Regions from separate parts of the Mus musculus genome. Here region 2 is linked to region 1. The links are chromatin contacts, called in public HiChIP or PLAC-seq maps. All regions are on one chromosome and are shown on one strand. The core of a region is the stretch at or near the end of the contact, and the rest is flanking DNA. Distances in the headings are between cores, read along the strand shown.

The links. HiChIP or PLAC-seq counts read pairs in DNA pulled down with a chosen protein or histone mark.
Region 2: a contact with region 1 is called in a FOXA1 HiChIP or PLAC-seq map of pancreatic cancer cells. The contact joins the enhancer-like site here to the promoter of Zbtb44 in region 1. A contact is called at or near these places in 3 of 39 promoter capture datasets (the HPC-7 cell line, embryonic stem cells and pre-B cells), 5 of 484 Hi-C or Micro-C datasets (B cells, CD4 T cells, CD8 T cells and 2 more), 4 of 115 datasets of contacts at active chromatin or transcription factors (embryonic stem cells, microglia and pancreatic cancer cells) and 1 of 9 other capture datasets (liver).

What each region holds. Positions count from the first base shown.
Region 1 is chr9:31,027,207-31,032,516 of GRCm38.p6, reverse strand. It overlaps Zbtb44 (zinc finger and BTB domain containing 44), which reads right to left and starts at 1,873. Exons shown (of 6, transcript NM_001115130.1): 1 at 1,559-1,873.
Region 2 is chr9:31,264,591-31,270,148 of GRCm38.p6, reverse strand. It overlaps a transcript of Gm7244 not described here. Among named protein-coding and RNA genes, the nearest start is that of Gm7244, 4.0 kb to the left of the region's middle. Within about 2 kb of position 3,853, at least 91 of the 459 cell types and tissues checked have an H3K27ac peak or open chromatin away from gene starts, as enhancers often do. A contact at or near this core is called in pancreatic cancer cells and pre-B cells, where this site is marked.

The DNA.
Region 1 (5,310 bases), core at 624-3,123:
TGGTGGTGGCCACATTGCAAGCCTAGTGTTTGGGAGGCAGAGGCAGGCGTTGTGATCACTTGAGTTTAAGGCTAGGCAGTCTACAGAGTGAGTTCCAGGCCAGCCAGGGCTACACACAGAAATCCTGTTTCAAAAAACAAAACAACAAACAAACAAAATCAAACATGGTGGGGGAAAAAAAATCTAATCCCAACCAGCACTTAGGAGGAAGAGGCAGACTGTCTCAACAACAGCAACAGTAGCAACCACAAGAAAAACTGGCAACAATGCAGAGAAAAAGGTTGACCACCAGTCTGGTATCTATGTTCACTGCATTTTCCCTGACAACTTCTGTGAAACTGAAAACTTCCAGGCCATAAAAGAAATTTATATTACTACTGAGAAGTACAGCGGAAAAAGCCATCTTACCCAGGAATGTCTCTGGGTTCAATTGTCAATTGGGCAACCTGGGGCAAGTTACAATTAATATTACTAAGTTTCTGTCAATTCTATAAAACTCAAAAGTAACTATATCACCAGGTTCTAAGAATAAGACTATAGCTCTAACAAAGCAAAGCATTGTTGCACAAAGTAAGTAAACCTGGTTTTTGTAATTAATAAATACAAATCATCACAAAATACAAATGGATTAAGAAAACACTCCTTTTTATATTCCATGGGGAGAACTACAAAGACATAAACGAATATTATAAATCAACTGGAAATCAAAGTAAATAGGAACAAAAAAATCAAGATCTATGTAGTACTTTTTAAATCAAGAATTACCAAAAAGGCAAAAGGAAATATCAAATCTTTATCCAGCCTCTGTTGTCTATTATATGGTATAGTTCGCTTTGGGTATTAACTTATCTCTGCAAAAAAATGCTAATAAGCGGAAGTTGAGAATTTTTCTGAAAACACACATTCAACAGATTAGTATGCTTATATGCTTAAAAAAGTAGTTTTGGTCTTAATTTCTGTAAGTTCCGTGAAAGTACGTAAACATCGCGGTTTTCAATAGATTCTGGTTAAGGTTTACAAAAACCAAACTGATGCGATTTCCTTTAATCAGTTGTAACTTAGTTGTCATTTCACTTGCAGGTAACCCCTAGCTTTTTGTTAGGCCGACAGTAAAAAGACCAGCTACAGAGTGATCCTCAGGTAGGTGGGAGGGGGTTAGAAGTGTTTGCATTCTCTATTTCTTTTTAAGAAAAGTGCCGTTCCGACGCGGGCGAGTAGGGCAGCCTGGGAGAGGAAGGAATAAACAAGTCTAGGGCTCGCGCGTAGACCAGGTGAGCGGGTAATAAATGGCCCGGCAGCACAGCATTTGTTATTGGGCGGATTTTCTGGCCGATAGGCTCCCCTGGAAGATCTGGGTGACGGCTTCAGGTCCGCTGGGACCAAGGCCAGTCCCCCTCTAAGGATTAATCGCCAATGAGGGGGACCCTGTGGGTGCCTCCCAGCACGAATCAGGGTGACAAACCAGGTTTCCTCTCCCTCCCGCGTCCAGGTGGGTGACAAGTGGTGTCAGTCCCCAGGCCGGCCCGCCGTCTCCCCACTGGCCCTCCCCTCCCGTTACCTGCGGGCGGCGGTGCCGAGGCCCGGAGGCCTGCAACTGCTCCTCCTCTTCCCCGCCAGGCTGGGGCGGCGAGGTGGCGGTGGCTGTGGCGGTGGCGGAGGCAGCGGCGGTGGCGGCAACCCGGGGGGAGGGGGCGGAGCGCGCGACTGGCTCCTCTCCTCCCCCGGGAGGCTCAGGGGACCCTATCTCGGGCCGCCGCTCCTAGGCCAGTGTGCAGCCTGGGACTGGGCGCGCATGGCGGCGCCACTCACCCGCGTGGCCGCGAGGTGCGAGAGTGCGAGGCGCGAGGAGAGCGCCGGGCGCCCGTGGGCCTGAGGGGAGGAGCGAGGGGCCCAGCCCGCTGCGCACGGACGGCCGTTGGGGGCGGTTGGTCGAGGGCGGCCGAAGGCTCGCTCGCGCTGGCCGCGGCGGGGCGGGGTGGGGAAGGGGAAAGGGACTGAGGGGAGAGGACGGGAGGCTGGGAGGGAGCCGCCGCAGCGCGCGTGCGGGCGTGCGGGCGGGCGGGCGCCGCCGTAGCCGCTCGTTTCACTCCAGCCTGTTTGGGGGCACTTTGTTTGTGTCCCACAATGCTCCGCGCGGCCGGCCGGCCCGGCCTAGGGAGAGGGAGGGGCGGGGCCGCGCTGGAGGCGGTGCGCGGCTATTGCGCAAGCGTAGTGCGAGCTGTCCTTCGCCGGTGGTGCAAGCCAGACGCTGAAGCACAGCGGGCCTTGACCCAGTCTGTGTGCACTTGTCTGTGAGCTTCGTATGCATAAGCGCCATGAGGCCTGTCGGGTTGTCGTCCCGTAGCTGTGGTCTGGTCCTGCGCCGAAGGAAGCCAGCGTTAGGATGATTTGCTTTTCTTGGAGCTAAAAACCGAAAGAAACTCTCTTCCCCGGGTGGTTTCTGTAGCAGCAAAGCACTCCAGCATTTCCCGGTCGGGAAAGGAATCTGGGTGGTGTGGCCATTTTTCACACGTGGAAACTGAGGCCTATTAGGGCGTGGCCACGAGGGCCTCTGAGAATCTGGCGAGCTCCCCTGCTTTCTCCCCGATGATCAGCGATCCCCCGCAAGGGTTACTACCGAGCGTCTTGACAGGTCTAGCAGCCTTGTCGTACTTTGAGGTTGCCATAGCATTTTTCTGATTACCATGGCAGGAAGTGCAGTTCTGAGCAGACCAGAAAAAAAAATTGGCTCCCATGTCTTTTTTCTTTCCCCAACACAGACTGGCTTCTAAAACCTAAAGCAACTGTGAACTATTCCTTCCCTTACGGTGAATCCCGTTCTAGTACACAGTCTCGCCCTTGGGGAAGGGAATGTGTGGATCACCGAAAATTGACTGTTCTTCTCTAGAGGGTTACTGTCTGAGTTTCGGTCGCTGTAAAGTCTGCCTGTAGGATAAAATACCCTAAGGTGTGGCTACCTCGGACCTCAGGGAATCAGACCTGGCGATTGGGGGCACTGGGGGCGGAGTGGGTATTCCTGGAGGCAAGTGGGATTGCGCCCCAGAAGAGGAGAAGGGCAGGATACCAGTCAAGACCGCTGCAATTTGGGTGCTGGGCATGCTATGTACCTACACCTCCAGTTTTTAAACCGAAAGACTTCTTTGTGCAAGGTAGGTTGATCTCCCAGCTGCATTAGACACTTGGCTGCCTCTGACTTAAACCACCCTCTACCAGAGCACCCAAAGCGATGAAATTTTTCAAAATAATGTCAACAAAATCAAAGTCTATGCTCCAACAAATTTTCAAGAGTTAGAAAGTATTTAATCCTTGACAACCTAATCTACAACTTTCTTAATATTATTCTATCAAGTTTTTATTATTCCATTTCAGTGATGAGCAACATCAGAAAACAAATCGGGCCTGGCTTTACAGTGAGATTTGAAGAATCTTACTAACTACGGAGGCGCCTGAGCTAAAAAGGCCCTTGGTAGAGTGTGTACTGAAAACATATGTCATGGAAAAACAAGGGGAGAAGAATCTAGTGGGAATAAAGTAGACAAATAAAGCCTGTGTCTTAGTCTATTTAATTGGACAGCCAAGAGAGCATTCATTTGGGCATTTCTAATTGTGACTCAAGGGACAGAAATGGCGGTTAATGTTCGTAGGACAGGCAGAACTCAGGAGTGCACACACACACACACACACACACGGGGGGGGGGGGGTTGGCGGGGGGGGGGGGGAGAGAGTGCAAGCACCTCTCCTTTTTCTTTCTCTTAAGCTCTGTCTATTTCTCATTTTGTCTCTAAAAATGCTATCCTCCCAGCCCATTCCCACCCTAGGTCTAAAGAATTTATTAAGCAACAGGTGGCTGCTGGTCTCTTAAAGGCAAAGTTCTAAATGCTTGGAGAGGGTGGGAGAGAAAATGCAGCTTAGCCATTGTTGGAACCCTTCTCTGTATTTTGGTTTTGGGCAGGATCATTTTCTGTGGCCTCTTAGCCTCCCACCTTTTTTCTTCCCGAGCTAGCAGAGACTTGCCCTTGGGTTGCTAGAATAGGTAGACCTTTCTTTGACACCGTGTTGAATAATTCTGCTGGAAGGATTTTGTGAAATCGGAATCCTGTACACAGGTGAAACAAACAAACTAGACAGTATGAGGAACTCTTAATTATTAACCCAGTGTAGATGATTCTGAGGAATTCAAATTCCAGAAGGGATGATTGTTTTATCCATGAGCTGTTTGGGAAACCCGTTTCTGGCAAAAATGGTTTCTCATGGTAGACCCTTAACTGCTTAACTTACTTCTTTATTAGCTCCTTCCAACTGTATAAACAAAAACCAATCTCTTTTCCTTACCATGCATTGTGCCAGTCTCTAATGGTCCCCTTAGTTAGGTAGGTCAACTTTGCCACTTTCCTATCCTACTGCAAACCAATCCAATTGAACAATTCATGTCAACAATGCTCATCCCCACTGCCACCATCCTAAAATATAACAGATGGTACCCAGTTGTAATAATACTTACCTGGTTTCCCCTTCTCTTCACTGTCCAAGTGGAAGACAGAATTGTAATGCTTAGCAACCATGTCATTCAACAGCCAACAATTCCTATTGTTCTCAGGTAAAGTCCCAGGCTCTTACCGTAGCTTTCGTAACACTACCATCTGGGCCCTTCCTTGTCTCTTTCAAGAAACATGGCAGTTGCAGAGTTATTTTTTCACCTGTAAAATATGATGGTCTTTCTTGAATAACATTATTTCCTCTGAATAGAAATATTCCATTTTTTGGGATATTTTTTTCTAAATCTTCAGATCTCTTCTTTTACATAGTTGATAGTTTTATGATTTTATATTTTGATAGTTCTCTTATATTATACTTTGAATAATATAAAATATATTTGAGATATAACTATATCGTACATAATATGTGCAAATTCTCATGTGGTATTTGGGCTCATTGAGAAGCTGGCTCTGGAAATGGGGTCGCCTCCCCATCCCCTGTTTAAAATGCAAGCATGTTTTTCTTGTAGTATCTTACAAGGCCCTTTGTCTGTGGATGGACTGCCATTCCTGCACACATACCTCTGTAACACCAGGAGAAGGAAACAACGTAACAACCCAAGAGTGAAAGCACCATGACTGAACACAGCACTAAGGGAAACCATTTCTAACAGAGGTTACTATTGTCTACCCCGGGACATTAAAATGCCTGGCGTGGGAATAGGCACTGGGAGTTCATCTGACTGCTTCAGCTTGCTGCTTCAGCTTGCCCAGTCGGCCTCAGCCAAATGGTGTTAGAGGTCCAGTTTGATGATGCGGTTACCTCTCTGCTGCT
Region 2 (5,558 bases), core at 2,604-5,103, 240 kb before region 1:
TGGGCAAAGGCACTTGCTGCCAAACCTGGGGATCCAAATTGAATCCCCAGGACCTACGCAATGAATGGAGCAAAGGACTCCCACAGATTGTCCTCTGATGTCCATACATACAGCATGGTGGCCATACATACAGCATGGTGGGTGTACACACACACACACACACACACACACACATTTGCGCACGCGCGTGCGCACAAAATAAAATGTAACAAGAACTTCCAAAAGAAAGAGAGAAAAGTGAAAACTGCATATGTATCACGAACAGATGAAAACCGTCCCCATGAGTGGTAAGAGGAATAAAATCAGACATGGAAAGAGGCACGCCGGGGTCAAACCCACTTTCTGCCCTCACTCCAAAGACATACATGGTAACCGAGGGCTCACAACAGACCCAGGGATTAAAAACACATCAGCCGTCAACATAGATGCAGCAAACAAGAGTCAGCCTGGACTGGCCAATGAGCTGCCTACGATTGCACCCAGACACTGGCCAATTAGGCTGTCAGGCTTGGCAGAACATACCTTCATCTGCTAAACCATCTCAAGTGCCCGCTGGCTTTGAAAACAACATATTTAGATGTTTTTGCCTGCATGGGTGTCTGTGCACCACAAGAGTATCTGATGCTCAGAAGAGGGCATCTGATTGCCTGGAACTGGGGTTACCTTGAGCTGCCATGTGGGTACTGGGAACTGGACCCAGATCCTCTGGAAGAGCAGTCAGGGCTCTTAACTACTGAGCTGTCTCTGTAGGGCCCCCTTTGGCTTTTGTGTGTGTGTGTGTGGGGGGGGGGGGTGTTCTAGGGATTGAATTCAAGTCCCCATGATTGCAAAGCAAGCATGTTACCAGCTAGCTATCTCTCCAGCCCTAAAATCACCATTCTCAAGAACAGAAAAGACTGCCAAAAACAAAACAAAACAGACCAAAAAACCCCCTGCTATTATGAGATGTTTGCTTTTGTTTGTGCCCAGATACCTAGATTTTTAAAGTCACTGTAAGAGCTAGGAATAGCCAAAGTGTCTTTCCTGCTTCCATACCCTCAGTACAAAGGCTTCTGAGACCCCAGCACATACCCAGAACATTTTCAGTAGATACCAGATGGGGACCCTCCAATTCAGTTCTGGCATAATCTACCCGGCTAACCCACAGGCTAAAGGCTCAGTCCCTAAGATGTCTCCCACTTCAGACACCATTCGGGGTTCCCAATAAATCATCATTGGCTTCCACTTGCTAAAATGGTTCATAGAACTCAGGAGGGTTAACAATTACTAGCTTAGCAGTAGGAGGTTCACTGTGAGATCTAGGCCAGCCAGAGCCACAGTGAGAGACCCTACATCAGACAATAACAACAAAACCTACTAGATGATCATAAAGAAGATTGCAAGTGACAGACACACACAGAGAATAGATGCATAGACAAAGGACGTGCGTAAAGACTGGGACCTGCTCACCTGCTTTTGAACCACACCCCAGTAACCTCCATACATTCAGAAAACCAAAACCCCTGAACTGGCTCCCTTAGGGGTTTTGTGGAGGTTTCATGGTGTAGGCAGGGTTGATTAATGACTATGTCATTGGCCATTGGTGGTCAATTTAATCTTTAGTGAGTGGTTTAGTCCCTCTCATTACTTCAGATGTGGGAAGTGGGCCTGAAAGTCCCAGTAGTATTGGTCTTCTTAGAGGCCATTCCCCATCCTGAAGCAACTAAATCCTCCATTTATCTTCTTGGCATCTGAGACATCTGCCATCTCCCCCACACACTTGAAGGGCTTTAGGACTAATGTGGCAGGAAACAGGAAAAGCCAGATACACATTTATGTCACACTAGCACATCACAGAACTGGATTGTGTTCATTCACAGTCATAGATGTTAGGGGGGAAGAGTTAAAAAGACCAGAAGAAACCTTAGAAATTAGTCCCCAGAGAGAAGCCACAAGGAAGATTTCCAGTCAAGTTGGCTCTCTCGTTGTCAGAGTCAAAGTTTAAAAACAAGAAGCACATGAAATGGAAAAGAACTTCCCATCAAACACTTTACTGCAAAACAAACCTCTGTGGGGAAAGATTTGCTCTGTTTTAGGAAATGAAAGTATTGCCTGAGTCTAGGATCAAATTTAAAGTTGATCTTAAAACAAAGCAAAACCAACAGAGCTTTTTGGGTGGGATTCAGTAGGAAAGAATTTTGGACCTTGATTCAGATGTCAGTATGAGGGAAACTGTCTTCTTCCTGTATATGAACAACTCTGGCAGGTTTTTGTGTGCAGGCAATGGCAGCCCTTAGATAGCTTTAGATGGAGGCTGTTACCTGAAAAATCAAAACAGGATTAGAGAGATGGGACTTTCTATCCCATCCCCTAAAGGTTAAGCTTTTCACCAATAGGCAATGGCCTAGTCAACGAAGCCTCCTTAAGGAGAGCTTTCATTAAAGCCGTAAGGAGCAGAATCTGGCTTAACCAGTACACGTGAGCATGTGGAAGTTCTTGAAGGGTGGTCCATCCTCCCACCTTACCCGCTGTTCCCCATCATCCGGAGCTAACCAGTATCCTCGGTAGTATCACAGCAAGTTCTGTGAGTTGCCGTAGTGACACAATAGAACCAAGGTGGAGTTGTGGGAATGCCAGCTTAGAACCGGCTGTCAGAAATGCAGGCAAACCATCTCAGGGCTGTGGTTGGCATCTTCAGTGTGCAGCAGCCTAGAGGAGTGAGCCCTCGGTCTGTGGGATCTGAGGTGTCTTTCGGAAAATAGCATATGACATGGGCTGGATTTGAGGATTATGGTTCAAAAATGCTTGCTTCCTTGCTTGCTTGCTTGCTTGCTTGCTTGCTTGCTTGCTTGCTTGCTTGCTTGTTTGCTTGCTTGCTTGGTATATATGTTGAAGATCCTATACATTTTGTCCCAGAAGTCTACTCCATTATATTAAAGTATGACAGGAAAAACTGAATTTGGAGGTTTCTTCAATAAATCCTCAGAGCTGTTCATTCTGTTTGTAGTGACCTCATTTGAAAGTGGGTTGTGTGGGAAAAGCCTTTATCAGAGATATGTCATTGATTCCTGAGAATCAACAACCCAGAAGGGAAACAGAGGCAAGAAAGATCCTTAAGAAATAGAGGGGACATAAGAAGGAAAAGGGCCTCTTCAACCTTCCTAGCTCTGGTCTGTCACCCTGACTAGCCTATCCCAGGCGTCTTCAATGCTGGCCAGACCACCAGCAGAACTTGACTCCCCTTATTGAGAGATAACCAGAAATGTAAGTGGTAAAGATGGCTAATGAGAGGCTGGAGAAATGGCTCAGGGGGTGACAACAGTTCTTCCAGGGGAACCAGGTTCAGCACCCCCTTGGCAGCTTACAGCTGTTCCAGGGGTTCCAACAGCCCCACACAGACACACATGCAGTCAAAAACAACAAACAGAGCACATAACATAAAAATAAATGATTTTTTAAAATACAGCTAATGAACTACTGTGTGAGTGCAACCTCCCTGTGGCATACTAATAGGTGGTTATGATTTCTTTGATGTTATAGCTGTGGTGATATAGCTCTGCTATCCTTCCCACCTCCAATAGTCTCCCTTCCAAGAATAGAACTCTGAGAATAAGAAAGAGGAACTCGGCAGTACATACTCCATCTAACTCTGAAACTTAGGTTCAGATAAAGTAGCTTTGAAGCCGTCAGATCACTCGAGCAGCTAACGCTGAGACCCTTTGGTGTGTTTCTCTCCTAACACCCCACTTGACTCTTTCCAATGCACCTTGCTTTCTGCTTAGCCCCAAAACTCCCTAAGGTTCCTTTCTTCTCAGTCATCCCAGGAGTCTTCTCTGTGACACCCAGAACTCAGCTACACTTGAACAGAGTTTCCCATCCCCAGGGGGATTCTTCAAGCACCCAGCAGGCAACAGCCTGCTGAATTTCCTGCTGCCTGTGACAAAGCCTTAGCCTGTGAGAAATGCTGGAAAGCATCCAACTCAAATAAAGCCCTCAGCGTTTAGAAACCTCATACAGAAAAGACATTCATGAATGCAGTGAATGTGGAAAACCCCTTAGGCAAGGCAATACCTCTTAGATTTGAGGGGAATGTATGTAGGAGAGAAAGAACATCTGTGGGCTGGACATAACTGAGTATTTTTTCCTTCCCCCAAATGATATTCTCTCTATGTATTTTCTTGCCTCCCTCTAACTGGCTGAAAATTAAAACTTGGACCTCCCATGTGCAAGAAAACCATTTGTACATCTGGTCTACCTCCTCAGGTCACCGAACATTATCTTGAATCCCATTACCCATTCTATATTTAAGAATCCATACAATCCGGGAATGATTGGTGGGAACCTCTAATCCCAGCACTCAGGAGGCAGAAGCAGGTGGATTTATGTGAGTTTTAGGTCAATGTGGTGTATATAGAGAGTTTCAGACCAGCCAGAGCTCCACAGCGAGACCCTGTCTCCAAAATTAGAAGAATCCATGGACAAATGATAAACATGGAGGCATGCCAGCTCTAGTGAATACTGCACACTCACAGGTCTTAGGATGGCAGGAAAGCTACTTCATTGTCAAGCCTCCTTAGCTAGAAGCAATACCTCATTAAAGATAAAAACCTTTGTACTGGGAAGGAACCCCACATATGTAGCAAATGCAGTAATCTCCAGCCCAAAGAAAAACTTCCCTGATAATCAGCTATTACACACAGGGAGAATTTTGAATGTCATAGGCATGAAAAGGCTTTTTAGAAAGAAGCCATGAGTAGGACTAGGGATATAACTCAACAGTAGAGTGCTTGTCTAGCATGCTTCTCTCTTACTCGATCATCAGGAACACACACACATATGTACACATACATTAAACACCAGAGACTTTTTTTTTTGGCTTTTAGAGACAGGGTTTCTCTGTGTAGCCCTGGCTGTCCTGGAACTCACTCTGTAGACCAGGCTGGCCTTGAACTCAGAAATCCGCCTGCCTTTGCCTCCCAAGTGCTGGGATTAAAGGCGTGCGCCACCACTGCCACACCAGAGACTTCATAATGAAGACAAACCCTGCATGTGTAAGGAAGGCAAGAAATCACTCACTCAACGCCAAACTGGATCTCCCTTTTAAATTCATACTTGTGGTATGCTCTATAAAACTTGTCTTATTTTGTCTTGGTTTGGGTATGGTAGCTTGGGCCTATAATCCCAGCACTTGGCAAGTATAGGCAGGAACATAGTGAAGGCCTGGGCTAGCAGAAAGCCTGTCTCAAAATGAGCCAAATCAAACCAAAACATAGTAATGAGTGTGGTATGATCATGAGGAAATACTGAGGCAGTGTGACACTAAGCACTCCGTGAATGCACCAACAGGCCTGGTTTAGTTGAGTTGCTTCTTATGCATGCAAGAACCATACTAGCAACTCTAAAGTCCTGGTCTTCCGCGCCTTTAATCCCAGTCCTCCGGAGGAAAAGCCAGGTGGATCTCTGTGAGTTCCAGGAAAACCTGGTTTGTATAAGGCGTTCCAGGACAGCCAGAGCTTCATAGTGAGACCCTGTCTTGAAACGAACAAACCATACATGTAACACATACTATGAGTGTGCAA